6 separate regions of the Mus musculus genome follow, and all the other regions are linked to region 1. The links are chromatin contacts, called in public HiChIP or PLAC-seq and promoter capture Hi-C maps. All regions are on one chromosome and are shown on one strand. The core of a region is the stretch at or near the end of the contact, and the rest is flanking DNA. Distances in the headings are between cores, read along the strand shown. Region 1 holds the start of Homer3 (homer scaffolding protein 3). Region 2 holds the start of Gmip (Gem-interacting protein). Region 3 holds the start of Cilp2 (cartilage intermediate layer protein 2). Region 4 holds the start of Gdf15 (growth differentiation factor 15). Region 5 holds the start of Isyna1 (myo-inositol 1-phosphate synthase A1). Region 6 holds the start of Gatad2a (GATA zinc finger domain containing 2A).

Evidence for each region. HiChIP or PLAC-seq counts read pairs in DNA pulled down with a chosen protein or histone mark. Capture Hi-C pulls out chosen DNA fragments and counts their contacts.
Region 2: a contact with region 1 is called in a promoter capture Hi-C map of pancreatic islet. The contact joins the promoter of Gmip here to the promoter of Homer3 in region 1. A contact is called at or near these places in 3 of 39 promoter capture datasets (embryonic stem cells, liver and pre-B cells), 2 of 484 Hi-C or Micro-C datasets (CD8 T cells and embryonic stem cells), 3 of 115 datasets of contacts at active chromatin or transcription factors (embryonic stem cells, memory CD8 T cells and stem cell-derived neural progenitor cells) and 4 of 9 other capture datasets (adipose tissue, embryonic stem cells, liver and 1 more).
Region 3: a contact with region 1 is called in a promoter capture Hi-C map of adipose tissue, with 5 times the contacts expected there. The contact joins the promoter of Cilp2 here to the promoter of Homer3 in region 1. A contact is called at or near these places in 4 of 39 promoter capture datasets (the 3T3-L1 cell line, embryonic stem cells, hippocampal neurons and 1 more), 1 of 484 Hi-C or Micro-C datasets (embryonic stem cells), 3 of 115 datasets of contacts at active chromatin or transcription factors (bone marrow-derived macrophages, large pre-B cells and memory CD8 T cells) and 2 of 9 other capture datasets (adipose tissue and liver).
Region 4: an HNF4G HiChIP or PLAC-seq map of pancreatic cancer cells shows a contact between it and region 1. The contact joins the promoter of Gdf15 here to the promoter of Homer3 in region 1. A contact is called at or near these places in 3 of 39 promoter capture datasets (the HPC-7 cell line, cranial neural crest and frontonasal cranial neural crest), 1 of 484 Hi-C or Micro-C datasets (embryonic stem cells), 3 of 115 datasets of contacts at active chromatin or transcription factors (embryonic stem cells and pancreatic cancer cells) and 1 of 9 other capture datasets (pancreatic islet).
Region 5: a contact with region 1 is called in an H3K4me3 HiChIP or PLAC-seq map of neural tube, with 4 times the contacts expected there. The contact joins the promoter of Isyna1 here to the promoter of Homer3 in region 1. A contact is called at or near these places in 5 of 39 promoter capture datasets (the HPC-7 cell line, cranial neural crest, frontonasal cranial neural crest and 2 more), 2 of 484 Hi-C or Micro-C datasets (embryonic stem cells and uterus), 15 of 115 datasets of contacts at active chromatin or transcription factors (the NIH/3T3 cell line, T-cell acute lymphoblastic leukemia, bone marrow-derived macrophages and 8 more) and 4 of 9 other capture datasets (adipose tissue, embryonic stem cells, liver and 1 more).
Region 6: an HNF4G HiChIP or PLAC-seq map of pancreatic cancer cells shows a contact between it and region 1. The contact joins the promoter of Gatad2a here to the promoter of Homer3 in region 1. A contact is called at or near these places in 2 of 39 promoter capture datasets (cranial neural crest and embryonic stem cells), 2 of 115 datasets of contacts at active chromatin or transcription factors (embryonic stem cells and pancreatic cancer cells) and 3 of 9 other capture datasets (adipose tissue, liver and pancreatic islet).

Annotation. Positions count from the first base shown.
Region 1 is chr8:70,281,745-70,284,250 of GRCm38.p6, reverse strand. It overlaps Homer3 (homer scaffolding protein 3), which reads right to left and starts at 1,252. Exons shown (of 10, transcript NM_001146153.1): 1 at 1,151-1,252.
Region 2 is chr8:69,807,434-69,809,939 of GRCm38.p6, reverse strand. Gmip (Gem-interacting protein) reads right to left here and starts at 1,253. Exons shown (of 21, transcript NM_198101.1): 1 at 1,120-1,253; 2 at 82-166. The coding sequence starts at 1,138. It overlaps Atp13a1 (ATPase type 13A1), which reads right to left. Exons shown (of 26, transcript NM_133224.2): 26 at 2,191-2,506. The coding sequence ends at 2,411.
Region 3 is chr8:69,886,137-69,888,642 of GRCm38.p6, reverse strand. It overlaps Cilp2 (cartilage intermediate layer protein 2), which reads left to right and starts at 1,251. Exons shown (of 8, transcript NM_026818.2): 1 at 1,251-1,355; 2 at 2,111-2,209; 3 at 2,375-2,506. The coding sequence starts at 1,292. Yjefn3 (YjeF N-terminal domain containing 3) reads left to right here. Exons shown (of 6, transcript NM_001353930.2): 6 at 621-855. The coding sequence ends at 826. It overlaps Gm33746 (a long non-coding RNA gene), which reads right to left. Exons shown (of 3, transcript XR_379069.4): 1 at 2,373-2,506; 2 at 1,736-2,049; 3 at 259-1,649.
Region 4 is chr8:70,630,843-70,633,348 of GRCm38.p6, reverse strand. Gdf15 (growth differentiation factor 15) reads left to right here and starts at 1,254. Exons shown (of 2, transcript NM_011819.3): 1 at 1,254-2,016. The coding sequence starts at 1,737. It overlaps Gm34154 (a long non-coding RNA gene), which reads right to left and starts at 786. Exons shown (of 2, transcript XR_870495.2): 1 at 494-786.
Region 5 is chr8:70,593,227-70,595,732 of GRCm38.p6, reverse strand. Isyna1 (myo-inositol 1-phosphate synthase A1) reads right to left here and starts at 1,252. Exons shown (of 11, transcript NM_023627.1): 1 at 1,190-1,252; 2 at 985-1,113; 3 at 749-910; 4 at 462-594; 5 at 179-372; 6 at 1-28. The coding sequence starts at 1,104.
Region 6 is chr8:69,973,129-69,975,634 of GRCm38.p6, reverse strand. It overlaps Gatad2a (GATA zinc finger domain containing 2A), which reads left to right and starts at 1,252. Exons shown (of 13, transcript NM_001113346.1): 1 at 1,252-1,545.

The DNA.
Region 1 (2,506 bases), core at 3-2,502:
AAAATAAATAACTCTAGGAAGGAAGGGAGGGAGGGAGGGAGGGAGGGAGGGAGAGAGAGAGAGAGGAGAGAGAGAGAGAGAGAGAGAGAGAGAGAGAGAGAGAGAGAGAGAGAGAGAGAGAGAGAGAGAGAGAGAGAGAGAGAGAGAGAGAGGAGAGAGAGAGAAAGGACCACTTAGCCCAGATAACTCTGTGTCTGAGTCTCCAGGGAGCTTACTTAAAAGGAAAAAATGAAAGCCTGGTATGGTGGCACCAGCACTGGGGAGAATGAGGAGACTTTGAAGCCAACCTGGGCTACAGAGTGGGACCATGTCTCAACGCACAGGCACACACACACACACAAGCACGCATTGCACACAGCGGTTCATCCTAGTCCCCACCATGTGAACAGGGAACAGGACCGGGAGAACGGAGCTCCCCAGCCTCCTATGAACGCTTGCACCTGTCATTCTCCTAAGTCCCCCAAATTTCAACTAAGGAGATTGGAGGAGAAGGAGGGTCCTGCGGGTGCGGGAGGTCAAGACCCGGGGTCTGAGGTCAGGGCCCCTCCAAGCTGTCTTGGGAAGCTGCGAAACCTAAGTTCCCATACAGAGGGAGGGTAGGGGGGTTGTCCAGTCAGAGACGCTAATGGAACTGGCGGAGATTGGGGGAAAGGGGTCCCCGAACCCAGGCCCTTCCGGTCGGACCACTCCTGCCTGGACTTGCCACCATCAGGAAAAGTTACTCACTGAGTAGTCACGCGCCTTGGAGCAGAGGCGCGGGGCGGAGAACCGCGATCGCGCGCGGCGGGGACCCTGCCAGGAGCCCCACGCCGGCTTCCCATTTGGCACCGGTTCCCACTCCCTCCAGGGCAGCTCGTGAGGGCAACTACGGGAGCCGCTGACCCGCAACTTCTAAGTGGCGGAGCCTCGCGATGCGGCGTCCCCAACACCCGGACCTCGGCTGAGGAACCCGGTGAAGACGCGCCCCGCGCCCCAGCCAGCACCTGAGCCGGCCCCCTAGCCGGCACCCCAGGATCCCAACCCCTCAGCCTGCACCCCGCAGCTCCTGGGCCCCGCCTCACAGTCCGCAACTTTGGAAACCGTCTGCGTTTCCTGCGCCCCCGACTCCCTGATTGTGCCTCGGAAGCTGGGGTCCCCCTGTCTGGCTCACCCCGCGTCGTCGTCGCTGCAGCCTCCGGCCCGCGCCCTCCGCGCGCCCCGCGCCGCCCGCGCCTTTGTCTGCGCCGCCTCCGGTCCCATCGCGGCCAGTCCCCGCGCCGCCCCGCCTCTGCCCAGCGCCCCCTGCTGGCCAGCTACGGAGGGCGGGGAAGAGGGAGGGGACCCCGAGAGGGAAGAAGAGGAGGGCGGACATGGAGGGGGGAGTTGGGCGGGGTGAAAGGGCAGAGGAAGGGGAGGGCACCAGGAGGTCAAGAGGAGGAACTTCTGAAGGGGGGACCCAGTGGGAGGCAACTGAAGGAAGTGGGGAGGGCGTGGCTTTTGAAGGAGGGGGAGGGGCCCATAAAGTCTGGGGCTGGGATCAGAGGGATTAAGGGCAGGGGCCTAGGATCAGGCAGAGTACTGGACAGAGGGGAGGGATCCAGGAGGGCAGCGGAGAGAGACAGAAGGTGACTGCGGACAAAGACAGCGGGGTGGGGAGAGGGGTGGAAGAGGAGGGTCTGTCTGGATCGGCCTTGGGGCAGAGCATTGGACTGATGGGCTGAAGGCTGAGAAGACAAAAGTGTGGGTGTTAGATGGGTGGTAGCGGGCCAGGGTGTGAAGACAGAGGCAGAAGTCCTGGAGTGTGATCTGGTGACCCAGAGATAGGGAGAAACACGGAAAATGGGTGGACAACGACCCTTCGCTTTCCTGCCTCCTACCAAGGGTGGCCCTGAGTCTTCATGTGGCTTCTTCGAAAAGAAAAAGTTCCTGGACCCTCAGCAACTGAAGCATGAAGACAGCTTGAGCCCAGCTCCCCAAAACGAAGGTGGGGGTGGGACTGCAAATCAGTGTGTAACGCCCTCGTCAAGCGTCTGTGGTGCCCTGGGCTCCATCCTAATTCCCACGAAAAGAACAAGCAGGCAAATCTCTGTGAATTCTAGGCTAGATTGGTCTATATAGTGAGTTCTAAGCCATCTAGGGCCACATAGTGAGACCCTGACTTTCAAAAATAAATTCTGGGAGTAACTAGGTTATTGTTACAGAGTCTTAGGATCCAAGTGTCCTCTTAGTGTTGTCTTCCAATGAAATGGACAAACTCCCTGCAGCTCTGTAGGCTGAGTCCTGCCTCTGTCCACAGCCACAGCAGCCCGCCGAGGATCCTTCAGGGGATCACCTATCTGCCAGTGGGTCCCTAGCCCTGTGGCAAATCCCTTGCTGCACTTTTCTAGAAATTTCTGCAAGGGTTTCCGTGTTCTGGGGACAAATGGCTGTGTCCGAATCAGAGTCTGTGGTTCTCAGCTTTGCATTTCTTATGTCAGATATATATTTTTTTCTCTTCTCAAGCCCTCTGGTGTCTGCTGGGATCTGA
Region 2 (2,506 bases), core at 4-2,503, 470 kb after region 1:
AGGGTGTCTGGATGTGGGGCAGCATGATACCCAAATAATTAGGGAGCTCTGCCCAATGTGGTGACACAGGCTCAGACTCACACGTTCCCCAATGATATCTCGAGGTTGTCCAGGCTCTGGAAGATGTCACTGTATCTCTTCCTGCCCTCAGGAGCTGGGGTTAGCTCTGGGGGAGGGAAGTGTAAGAAAACATGAGCCAACCAGTGTCTCTCTCCACCCATTAGTAGTGGCAAAGCAATCCGAATGTACCTCAACAACCACTCTCAAGCAGAGGTGGGAAGGGGGGCGGGCGGAGAGGGGAGAGAAGGAGGGGGGAGGGAGGGGGACAGAGAGAGAGAGAGAGAGAGAGAGAGAGAGAGAGAGAGAGAGAGAGAGAGAGAGAGAGAGAGAGAGAGAGAGAGAGAGAGAGAGAGAGAGAGAGAGAGAGAGCGCTTCGGTGGGGTCATTTCTGATTCCACAGATGGATCCAGGTAAAATCTCAGAGAAGCGTTTGCTCACAGCCACAGGGACACCATGCATGGGAGGACCCATAAGCAAAGGAAGGAAACAGATGCAGCTGCCATATGAATGCTGGAGTAGAGGGCTGGCTTGACAATGGAGCCACATGGACCCCAGGCCAGACAGATGGAAAAGCACGTGGGACACACAGGCACTTAGCCTGCGGTATAAACACACGCGAGTACCGCTGAAACCACGAGGGACAGGACTGAATGACACTCGATACACAAAGACAGCCGGAAACATAACCCAGTTCTAGCCACAATTCTGCCGCCGCCCCCTAGCCTGATGCCTCGGGGCTACCTGCAGGAATATTGGCCATGACACCCTGCCCCCATCCATCCTACGATCAGAAGCAGAAGCGGCCACTTCCCCTTCCTGGGCCCCTTCCCCCAGGCATCCGGGGTGCCCGCTCTGGCGGGCAATCCGAGGGCTGAAGGCTGGCGTCGTGAGCACTGTGCGCTTCAGGGGTCTCCAAGGTGCTCGGGGATCCCCTCGTTCCTTCCCCTGTCAGTACTCCTTTCCCGGCTGTCAGATAGCTCAGGGGTAAGTTGGGTTTTCTGGTTTAGGAACTGAGGAGCGGTGGTGGGAGGCCCCCCCCCTTCGGTCCCCACCCCGTACCTGTCTCCGCTGAGTCCATGGCGATGCCCGGGGGCAGGGGGTGGGGTGGGGAACGCGCGGCAATGCTGAGAAAGGGACAGGGCTGCGCGCCGCCCGGGACCAGCCCGATTTCCTGCCTCTGCCGACCCAGTGGTGTCGCCCCGCCCCAGCTATGCCACGCCTCGAGACGACCACGCCCCTCCCGGAAGTCGCCATCGCATTTGACTAGCTTCCAGAGTTTACCCCAGTAGAGGAGCCCCAGCGAGCCAGGGGTCCCTTCTGTAGATTTCTGTAGCACCCTAAGTCCCTGTAGCACTCTTCCAGCAAGCCGGGGATGTCTGCCCCAGAACATTCCACACCCAGCGACTAGATTTAACTCCCCGCCTAGGCTTTTAGATCCAGGGCACTCCTGTGAAGAACTGCAATGAAGGACTGCAATAAACCCCAAATCTCCAGGGCAGGCTTATTTTGTTTGTTTTGTTGTTTTGGAGACAAGTGTCTCACTATGTGGCCTGGCTTGGTTTATTTGGTGTGTGGGACTGATTAGCCTCCAACTCAGAGATCCCCTGCCTCTGCCTGCTGAGATTAATGATGCACACCAGGGCTGGAGAGATGGCTCAGCAGTTAAGAGCACTGTCTGTTTTTCCAGAGGTCCTGAGTTCAATCCCTAACAACCACATGGTGACTCACAACCATCTATAATGAGATCTGATGTCTTCTTTTCTGGTTCAGCATGAAGAGAGAATAAATCTTCAAGTAAAAGTGCAAACCACTGTCTAAGTGGGTGAGGCTCCTGAGGTGGTCGGCTCCCTTTCAAAGCAGTCAGTGGTTTTAGGGCAGGCAAGGCCACAAACACCTTGCACTGTGACCTCCATGCATGTAAGGAGGCTATCCACGGTGGCCAGTGACAGTGCGCCTGACAAGAGAGAGGATGTGCACGACACTAGAAAACCTGAGGTCCTAGGTCCAGGAACGCCCGCAGAGGGTGTCTCTCTCCTCTGGGCCTGTGGTAATCCTAGGCCCTTGAGTGACCACCTGGCCCCTCCAATTCCCAGGGGGCCCTGTGTGGCACAGATATAAGTGGCAGCAAGCTTTATAAAATTGCAGACGCCGATTTATTTACCAAAGGTGCTAGCCAGGACTCTTCTACTAGCCCGGCCAGCGGATGCCCACAAGGGTCCCAACTCAGTCTTCCAAGAGCAAGGCAGGGCTGCCTCACTGTGGAGATGGGAGCAGTGCTCCCTCCTGGGGCAGCGGCGGTTTTCCTGTTCAGTGGCAGCCAGGGTAGGCAGTGGATACCAGCACCATCTTCTCAGGAAGGCACTCTCAGCTTCGGAGTCCCCAAAAAGAACTGTAGGACACGGTCAGCCAGGAGTGCCAGGCAGAAGTCCAGGGCCAGGACCTGGCC
Region 3 (2,506 bases), core at 2-2,501, 400 kb after region 1:
CCCCTAGCTACACTGCTCCAGGACAATCCCCGACCAAAGCCGAGGCATATCTAGTCCTAGGGGGATACAGTAGGTGGTCCCGGAAAAGTGAGGGATTCTGCAGTTGGAAGCCTCTAATCAGAGAGAGGAGCCGGTGGCTCTGGTTAGTGCCTGAGGCAGGAGAGAAGTCCTGGTTGCTGGTTCGTGGACTGGGTGGAACCGAAACTCCTGGTGGTTTGGGGAGAGGGCAGAGTCCTAACAAAAGTACCACGAGGTGGGTCAGAGAACCAAGATGTCTCAGGTCGGAGGGGGAAATCAAATACGATAGGGATGTGGGGGCACAGTTTAGAAGGAGGGGGGTCTCGGGTCACAGTACAGGGTGGGGTAGAGAGGCTGAGGTCAGACCCGAGGTGGGTGAGGAAGGTCTGATTTAAGCAAGGCGCGGTTCCTAACCTCTGCGGAAGGAGACACGGCTCAAGGCAGAGGCTGGGTCTTGGCAGACTAGCAGTGGAAATGGTGTAGTCGGAGGGTGGAGGCGGTTTGCGGTTAGCAGGTCTGACCGCTACCCGCGTGCGTGGAGGGAGGCAGAGCAGACTTGGTCCCGGGCCGGAGGTCCTCAGCTCCCCCTCTTCCGCCCTCAGGCTGGGATGCGGAGGCTGGCGGAGACGCAAAGGACGCGGTGCAGCCCGATGTGCTGGTGTCCCTTGCAGCGCCCAAGAGCTGCGCCGGCCGCTTCTCCGGACGTCTCCACTTTGTAGCCGGCAGGTTCGTGCCTGATGACGTCCGCCGAAAGTTTGGCCTGCACCTGCCAAAATATACTGGCACCGACTGCGTGGCCTCACTGTGAACCGCACCAATAAACATCTCCACCACCTCTCCCCTGCCTCTTTTGTGTACCAGGCCAGGGGGTGGGCGGGTGGAGAGGAGACTTCCCTCCGGGTTTGTGGGGAGGAGCTGCGCCGTGGAGTTTCTTAGAATGGAGAGCAGACCCCTGCTGGGGGGTGGCCTCCAGTACTTAGGACCGAAGTTTAACAATATAGAGAACGTCCAGCATCCTAGGGCGCCAGCAGCTTCAAGTTTCAGACCAGAGGGAGCCAGGCACACAGCACGGGACCCAGTTGGAGAAGGAGGGGGGAACGCAGGACACCGGGCAAGGGCAGTCTAAGGGCGGAGGTACCGCGGGAGGCTTAGAAGACCCAGTCTGGTGTGCGGGGGCGTGGCTTGTGGCCCGTTCCGCCCTTTTAGGTCCAAGCAGCGGCTAGGCCCGCCACAGTCAGATCTCAGAGCTTCGCAGAGCAGTTCGGACCTGGCGATGGCATCACCTCTGCCCTTGCTCTATCTCTGCCTTGCCGCCTTACACCTAGCGGGAGCGCGAGGTGAGATACCTTGGGAACCACCCCCTACACACACACACACACACACACACACACACACACACACACACAAACAAACACACCAGGACGACAGCCGCAGGCACAGAAGCGGGCGGGGGAGCACCTCATGAGCGTCCCAGAGAGCCGGTGAAAGAAACCTCTTCCATCGTCGTCCCAGGAAGGTCCACTTGGCCAAGGCTTTGAATTGTAAATCATCAGGTTTCCAAATCTGTGCCAAGGGGTCGTAGCTGTCTCTCCGCGGGGCTGGTGACAGTCCTATTTCTCAGAAGGCTGGGGCTCCAGGAAGAAGGGGTTTGTCTGAACCTGTCTGCCTTCCTATTCCACCCCGGAAAGATGGAAGGCCAGAGAAACCAAGGACTTACCTGTTGGCACCTTGCGTCCCACCTAGAAAGACCCGGGAGAGTATATGGCAGGAGGGGACTTCCAGGAAGAGACTGCAGCGGTCTGCGGGTAGAGGCAGAGCCTAATACACTCGACTTGTGTTTGATGAACATTTGAGCCTAGAGGTGTAGTGGGACATAGAGTCGCCAGATCTGCGGAGTGACAGGGCTTCAGGGTCCGCTGCTAGTAATGGGAAGGCTTCCTGGAGTGGGTGCTGCTGCAGTCCCCGGGGCTAGAGCTGGCCTCTCAGATCCTCAGTTTTATATCCCGTGAAATGTGGTAGTCAATGTTCCCCCTGTTGCACCAAAAGAGGGGTCTCAGTGGTCCCTATCTTGTGCCTCCTCGAACTCCCACAGATGCCACCCCCACCGAGGAGCACACTTCAACCGCCAGGGGTCTTCAGGGACGGCCGCCAGATACCGGCCAGCCCTCGCCAGCCCTGGAAGATTGGGAGGGTGAGTCACCTCAGCAACCCGCCTGTGTGATCTGGGCCTGGTGGGGTCAGTGGGGAGGGTAGGGAGAATGAGGAGTCCTTGGACATCACAGCTCCTTGGGCCTCAAGGCTCCAAGCTGGAGAGACTAGGGAGGTGGGACCCGGGCTCAGCGTGCGATGCTCACAGAGGCCAGCGAGTGGACGTCGTGGTTCAACGTGGATCACCCGGGAGGAGATGGCGACTTCGAGAGCCTGGCCGCCATTCGATTCTACTATGGTCCCGCGCGGGTGTGCCCGAGACCACTGGCACTGGAGGCGC
Region 4 (2,506 bases), core at 5-2,504, 350 kb before region 1:
CTCCCCGTGTGGGAGTGGGCAGCTGCTCGGCCCACTCCCGAGCTCCATATCTACGAAGCCATCTGCATCCCAAGAGACTTTGGGCCGTCCCCAGCCTCAGTTTCCCCACCTGTGACCCATGATGGTCCTGTCTCAACCTCTCATCTCACGCAGCAAGACAGCTGTATCCTGATCCTTGGCCTTTGCTCTGCAGCGCAGAGAGGCTGAGAAACTTGTCCAAGGTCACATGGGACCGCGGGATAGTCCCTCAATTTGTAGCGTGCACCCCCGGCCCCCGCTGTACCCCTACCCTGACGATGTAGACCACAGCAGCCTTTCACAGAAAGAGAAACTGAGGCTCAATGGCTGGCCTGGGACCAGAAGACTGCAGTATTATCCTCTGGGATATGATTCGGAGATCAGCAGCTCGCCCAGGGCAGAGAATCCAACTCTGAGACTTAAATTTGGGGGAAAACGGTCAGAGATGAACATAATCCCAGAACCCCACTCTCACCGGCCAGGTGGCCACCATGCTGTGCCTCCTCACAGAGTGCAGATACCTCAAAACTGCCCACAGCTGCGATCCCAAGGGCGGTGCCACCTCTCTCCACATTGATCTTTAAGAGTCACCCCCGTAGGCAAAGGGTCCTGGAGCAAACAGGTAGTTCTGGGCAGTGCATCAGGGGTGGGGCTTGGATCTGAGGAGGAGTGGTCTGGAATCAGTTTGGGGAGGGTTCTGGGGGTCATCCTGGTCTTGGACAAAGGAGATGGCGGGTGAAGACTTACCATGCACCTACCTTGTCTTCACAGGGGGACATGGAGTAACCCTAGTCAGTCATTAACCTGGAGTGACCCCACAGGTCAGAGGCCACCCAGCAGTATGTAAATACTGGGAGGGACCCCAGCAGGAGCCCTTGATGACACCTGGTGCCCCTCCTTGCTCACTCCTGTCTTCCCCAGAGGCCCTAACTACAGCCACTACCCTTTCAGGGCCCAGGCTGACCGTGGATGGGGCTCCTGGCACCTTCATCCTCCTCCTCCATCTTCTATCTGAGCCTGAGACGAACTGCCCACCCCCTCCAGCCACCTGCCGCCTCCTGTTTGGAAGGAGGCCCGCAGCAGATTTCCTCTTCCCTCCATTCCCAAGAGGAACCCCTGGTCTGGGGATACTGAGGCAGGCACAGGGCAGGGCACGTGTGAGCATCCAGTCATCCTGAAAGGTAAATCTGGTTCCTGAAGCGACAACTGTTCGTACAGGGTTTTGAAGGATTGGTAGGAGTCCCACAGAGGACACCGAAGAGGTGCAGTCCCTGATTTGTCCTTATGTCCCAGCCCATTTGGGCACGGCTGTAATGTCTACTCCTGGGACACTGAGGCATAGGGGTGACTTGCCTGAACTTGCCTTTTCTAGGTTTTCCTTGGCTTCACCTTTGATGGGGGTGGAGGGAGGAGGGAGGGAGAGAGGAGGAAAGAGAGAGGGAGAGAGTCCTGGTCCCAAGAGGAAGGAAGAAGCCACTTGAACTTCAGTCTGGACTCCATCACATGTTCTGTGGGGACGATCAGCCCTCACTCAGGTCCCAGCCCGGCGGTTTCCCTCCCTCCCACCCCCTCCCCCTGCGGAGCCCTGGGATTCCCGCCCGAATTAGCCTGGTCACCCGAGTTGGCATCGCACACGGGGGCGGAGCGGACAGAGTCCAGTGGGTATAAAGGCAGCTGCAGAGGGCTTAACTCAAAGACACACTCAGGACACAAGCGACATGGCCCCGCCCGCGCTCCAGGCCCAGCCTCCAGGCGGCTCTCAACTGAGGTTCCTGCTGTTCCTGCTGCTGTTGCTGCTGCTGCTGTCATGGCCATCGCAGGGGGACGCCCTGGCAATGCCTGAACAGCGACCCTCCGGCCCTGAGTCCCAACTCAACGCCGACGAGCTACGGGGTCGCTTCCAGGACCTGCTGAGCCGGCTGCATGCCAACCAGAGCCGAGAGGACTCGAACTCAGAACCAAGTCCTGACCCAGCTGTCCGGATACTCAGTCCAGAGGGTGAGTAGCAACCAGGGACCCACTTCAGGAACACCCTCTCCAAGCTCCAACCAACACACTCAAGTCCACGAGCCCAGCCCAGCTTCCGAGACTCAGTTTCCCCTGCTGTGACCTCTGGAGCTGCCAGCAGCGGGCTCAGCCAGAGTAGGACGGATGACCGTCCCTAGACCGGAGCTGGACAAATGATGTCCAGAGAGGTCAAGGTCGCTCCTGGAGATGCACAGCACTCGAGTTGGGGAGGACATGGGGGAAGGTTAGAGGGTCCTGGAGGGAAGAGGGAGGGACAGGAGCCAGGTTGGGAGCCAAACGGAAAGAACCTGCGGGAACTGGATCGGAAATCTGACGCAATCGCTTGTAAAGAGACTGCTACAGTAACAAGTGACAGTCGCTTGGATGGGAGGGAGGAGGATCCAGGGGACTGGACTCAGCTCTGGGACCCAGCAGGGCTGAGGGCGGGCCCAGGCTGATTTGGGTCACGCCCCCTTACAAA
Region 5 (2,506 bases), core at 3-2,502, 310 kb before region 1:
CTCTAATGTCCTTTCGGATTTGCTCCAACTGGGAAAGGAAGGAGGAAGATTAGGTGGAGGTTGTCTTAAGTTGTCCGGAGGCTTGGGCCCCGGGGTATAGGAATTATTGCCAAAGGGAGAGACCATGTGGCCATGTAACAGGTGACAGTAAGGCCTGGGAGTGGGTCGAGGACCCCACCTGTTGGGCACGTGTGCCAGGGATGAGGTTGTCCGCACGTGCTGTCTGGTTGGCAGCGATGAACTCAGGAATGTAGACTGAGGGCCGCGGACGCAGGCTCTCCATGTGGGGCCACAGCTGTTCCTGCAGACCGCAGTCCAGGACCTGCGCGCGCCGCATGGCCTCGGCCAGGTTCAGCGACGAGATATCCCAGCCTGGGTTGCGGGGACCCTTAACACAGGACCCATCCCGTACCCTGGGCCCTCCCACACTTAACCCCATCCCGTCCCGAGGCTTTGCCCACCATCAAACACCAGGTCGTTGGGGGCCACCATGGGTAGCAGCGCACTGAAGGGCACAAACACCTCCCGGCCGTTCTCATCCAGACCCAAGTTCACGGTGCCCGCCTGGGTCAACGATCCATAATAGTTTGCCTCCTGGGAAGGGAGGGGGTGCGGCAAGCAGAGCAGGGTGTTGAGGGGCTGAGGGGTCCGGCTTGCTGAGACGCGCTAGTCCAACAAGCCACGCCCCTCCCCCAGTTCTGCTCGCCACACCCCCACCCCGTATTCTCCTAGTAGCCACGGCCCCCACCTTGCGACCTGTGCGCGTGGGCCAGGTTAGGCGCAGCCGATTGGCCAGAACAGCAGCAGTGAGCGTGGAGCCGTTGTTCCCGCCCCAGCCGACCAACATGACCCCGAGTCGGGGCACCTGCCGGGCGGTGCGGAAGGTGAAACGCGTAGCCCTGGGCTGCACCTAAGGAAGAGTTGGGAGTGAGTCGCGGGACCTCGGGTTCCCAGTGTCCTCCGCCGCCCGCGCCCCGCGCGCACCCGCAGCACGCCGCCCTCGCGGCTGACGCGCGTTGTCCGGTACTCGTAGCGCGCCTCGATGGTTTCGGGGCTGTAGACCACGTCCGGGCTATCCACGAGGATCTCGGCGGCGGGCTCCATCGTGGCGAGCTGTGGGCCAGAGCCAGTGAGCGCGGAATCACCACCCGAGAGCCAACCTTACGGCCTAGGATAGGTTCGTACTTACCGGCCCAGAGTTGGATCAGACTGCGGCAGCGGACAGCGTGGGCCCGAGGGCTCTGGGGCAGCGAAGAAAAACGCCGATGCCACGCCTCGACCACGCCCCTGATGGGCGTGACTTGCGACCAGGGTTCTGGGTGCTCTAAACCCAGGTAGCCGGAAGGAGTCTCAGGCGCGAGCGTCTTGCGCGTTACCTCGCTGCGCACCCTTGTACCACCAGGCAGCCAATGAGCGATGGCCACCGACAGGGAGGTGGGGCATGTCTGGTCGAGGGGCTTTTTGGGGGGGGGGGGGGTCTCAGAGCTGCTCGGCTGTCTGTCCCGCCCTCTCCCAGTCCTCCAGCTGCGATCACTGGCCTGATGGCCCTGCCCAGAGGAGGAGACAGAATGGGCAGGTCTACGCGGCCTCCCCCTGGGTAGGCACAGTGATAAGGAACATGGGAACTCGGCAGGCAGGCGGGGGAGGTGCCCCCAGAACTTTCCAAAACAAGTGGCCTCCTCCTAGCGGAAACTTTCCACAGCTGGAGCTGTGCCAAAAAGGTGGATTGTCCGAAATGTCTGCACGAAAATAAGAGGGGGCCCGCTCTGTGGGTGTCAAGACTTTATTTGCCGTTGCTAACACGAACCAGCCCAACTGAACTCATCCCGGTGAAGAGACTCAGGCAGGGTTCCCAGAGGAGGGGACTGTTGGGGATCGTTTTGATGTATGAAGGGGAGATTGTCATGGGAGAACTACAGGCGGAACCCGCTACACCCCCTAAAGTAAAGCTCCGGGGAGGGTCTCAGATGCAAGGGCTGAGGAGCACCATGGGGAAATGGGTTGTGCTTTAGATTGCTGCCCACTTTCTGTCCTCTTGTGGTGTGCCACAGTAGAAATGGCAGATTGTTTATCTCTTTTAGGTAATGAAACTGTCTGGTGGCCAATATCGGTCATCTCAGCATTTGGGAGGTTGAGGCAGAAAGACTGCACTGGGACATTCATTTTGCAAGGGGCTCGGGGCTGGGAGCAAGGCCGAGTCCCCAAAAGGGCCCTTCCCGGGAGGACATCCTTGACCAGGGTGGGGTTGGGGTCGCTGTAGCAGACTGCTCTGGTTGGGAGGTGCGTGGGGACAAGGGTTAGCCCTGGGCTCTGGGAAGGCGATGGAAGAGCATGGTCAAGCTGTTCCTAGGTAGTGAGTACACAGCGGCCCACAGGGTGCCTGACTCTCCTTCCACCCCCTCAGCTGCCTCAGAACTGTCAGAAGTCTGGCCAAGGCCTCAAGGGAGTCCTACTGACCCCAGCCCTCCCTCACAGGCTGCCTTTGACTTTTCCCTTTGAAAACAAA
Region 6 (2,506 bases), core at 3-2,502, 310 kb after region 1:
GTAGCTGTCTTTAGACATACCAGAAGAGGGCATCTCATTACAGATAGTTGTGAGCCACCATGTGATTGCTGGGATTTGAACTCAGGACCTCCAGAAGAGCAGTTGGTGCTCTTAACCACTGAGCCATCTCTCCAACCCTTATATATATATATATTAAAAGAAACTGATGTGTCATGAGTGTTTTGCCTGCATGTGCATCTGTGTACCACATGTGTACTTGTTGCCTGAGGAGGAGAGCCTCCATGTGGGTGCTGGGAATAGAACCCAGGTCTTCCACAACAAGAAGTGCCCTTAACCACTGAGCTAACTCTTTAGCCCTGGGCTTTGTCTTCATAAGATTTCTTTATGACGTGTTTCTGTATGATGAGGACAGAAGGCATAAATACCCTAGAACCGGAGTTATGGTAGGTTGTAAGCCACCATGTGGGTGCTTGGGTCTTCTGCAAGAGCAGCCAGTACCTTTAATTGCTGAGCCATGACTCCAGATGTGTTTTTTAAATTAACATATTTTATTTATGAGCGTGTGTTTGTGTCTGAGGACAACTTGTGCGGATGGAACTCAGGTCATTATGTTTGGTGGCAAGCCTCTTTAAACCACTGAGCCATGTCGCTGTCCTGGAATAGGTTTTCTATGAACTTTGTACTTTTCCCTGTTGAAATTGTAAATTGGCTTCAGATGCTTCATAATCTCCCCAAACTTGCTTCCTTTCTGGCTATTATTGTCTCCTTGGTGTTACCAGAGAGGGTTGGGCGCAGGTTTGTTTTCTTGGGGATTCCTTCTTCTCCAGAGGCACAGGCTAGATGTGGATTACTGGAAGGAGACAGCCGTCCACCTCGTTCTCTGCAGGTGGATTGGCTTGGTGGGTAGGTTGAACTGTCTGCGGTCCGGGGGAGAGGGGTGACCGCTCAGCCGATCGCACCTTCTCACTGGAGGTCAACACCGAAGTTCCTGAGAGGAAGCTTTGCGAGGCCCCGGGCGCGTCTCAGAGTTACAAGAGGTGGCCGTGCAGGGCTCGGGCGAGGTCAGCGTGAGTCAGCCCTGGGCGCGGCCGAGCTCTGTGCACTAAGCTGGCCATGGCTGAGGGGCGCTTAGCAGCCCAAGTGGGAAACCCAGTCGCTTAGCGCAGCGTCGCCAGTCTTTGGGGCTGGGAGGGCGGTGCTTCCGGGTAGGCCCGCCCAGCCTCGCCTCCAGGGAACCACGCCCACATAAGACCACGCCCACAGGGAGCCCCTCCCTTCCCGACCCCGCCCATCCGGGTGCGGGCGGGTGGCGTCGCCTTTAAGAGCTCCCCGGTGTTTTGGGGGCCGCGGGCCGGGCGCGCTGACCTGGTGCGCATGTCCCGGGCGGTGACGCCGGCGCCGGGCTCCATGTGTGCGGCCGAGGGGCGCATTATCTGGCCGGCGGCGCGGGCGGGCGGAGCGGCGGAGCGAGCGCCGCGGGCCCGGGCGGCCCCTCAGGCGCAGCGAGCACGCGCGGCCGGCGCCCCCCGCCCCCAGCCCTGTGGACACGCGCGCTGCCCCTGGGCCCGGTCGGCGCGCGGCCGGGTAAGTTCCTAGCAAACTTGGCAAGGCGGGGCGGGGGCGCGGGAAAGTGGGAGCGCGGTCGTATTCGGTTTGCTGCGCTGCGGTTCGCTTCGCCTGCGCCGCTGGAAAGTTCCCCACCGCCCTCGCACGTGGGGCTGGGGTCCCTGGTCCCCGGAGCCGGGAAGTGGCCGAGTCGCCTCACTCCCTCCTGAGCTTTTCAGGCTGGGAGGCCGCCCCAAGGGGGGCGGCGGGCACACAGCACGTGGACGAGTGGCGTGGGGTGAGAGTCCACGGGAGGGTCGGGGGTCCGAGCCCGGCGGCGGCGTTAAATTCGGCGGCGACGGCGGCGGCGGAGGCGGCGGAGGATCCCGTGTCAGAATAAGAGTCCCTGCGCGCCCACGCCTGCAGGGCCGGTCCCCCCCCCCCCCCACCGTCCTGCTTGGGCTCGCGCCCTTCCTGCTTGACCCTGGGGAGCCATGGGACCCTTCCCCCTCTCTTGGTTCCTGTTTTCCTCATGGCCCTCCACTTTAAATTTGCCTCCGGGTGTACGATGTGGCTCCAATAATTTCTTTTTTCTTCCACCTGGAACGGGTTGGCATCAGTGACTAGACAGCAGCAGCTGGCCTTTTAAAGGGATTAATGCCAAGAATCGGAATTGATCACTTCAACAAGGAAAGGCTTCTGGGCAGGCCTCAGCCGCAGCCGGACTGCGCTCTCCGGAACCCTGAAATGAATGGGGACCCCTCATTAAGACCTGTATGGCAGAATGTTTTGTTTTTCCTTCCCGCCCCTGCAGTTTTAGCAGAGGCTGCAAGTTCTACCTACCTGACTCACTTCAGGTAGTTCACTCTTATCTTGTGGCTTTGGATTCTTTAGGACAAAGTCCTGGTGAGTCTCCTGAGCCTTACATTTTCTTGACAGCATTAACTTCTTTTTATCTTCTTGGAGTATGCAGCACTCCCACGTCCCTGTTAATGTGTGT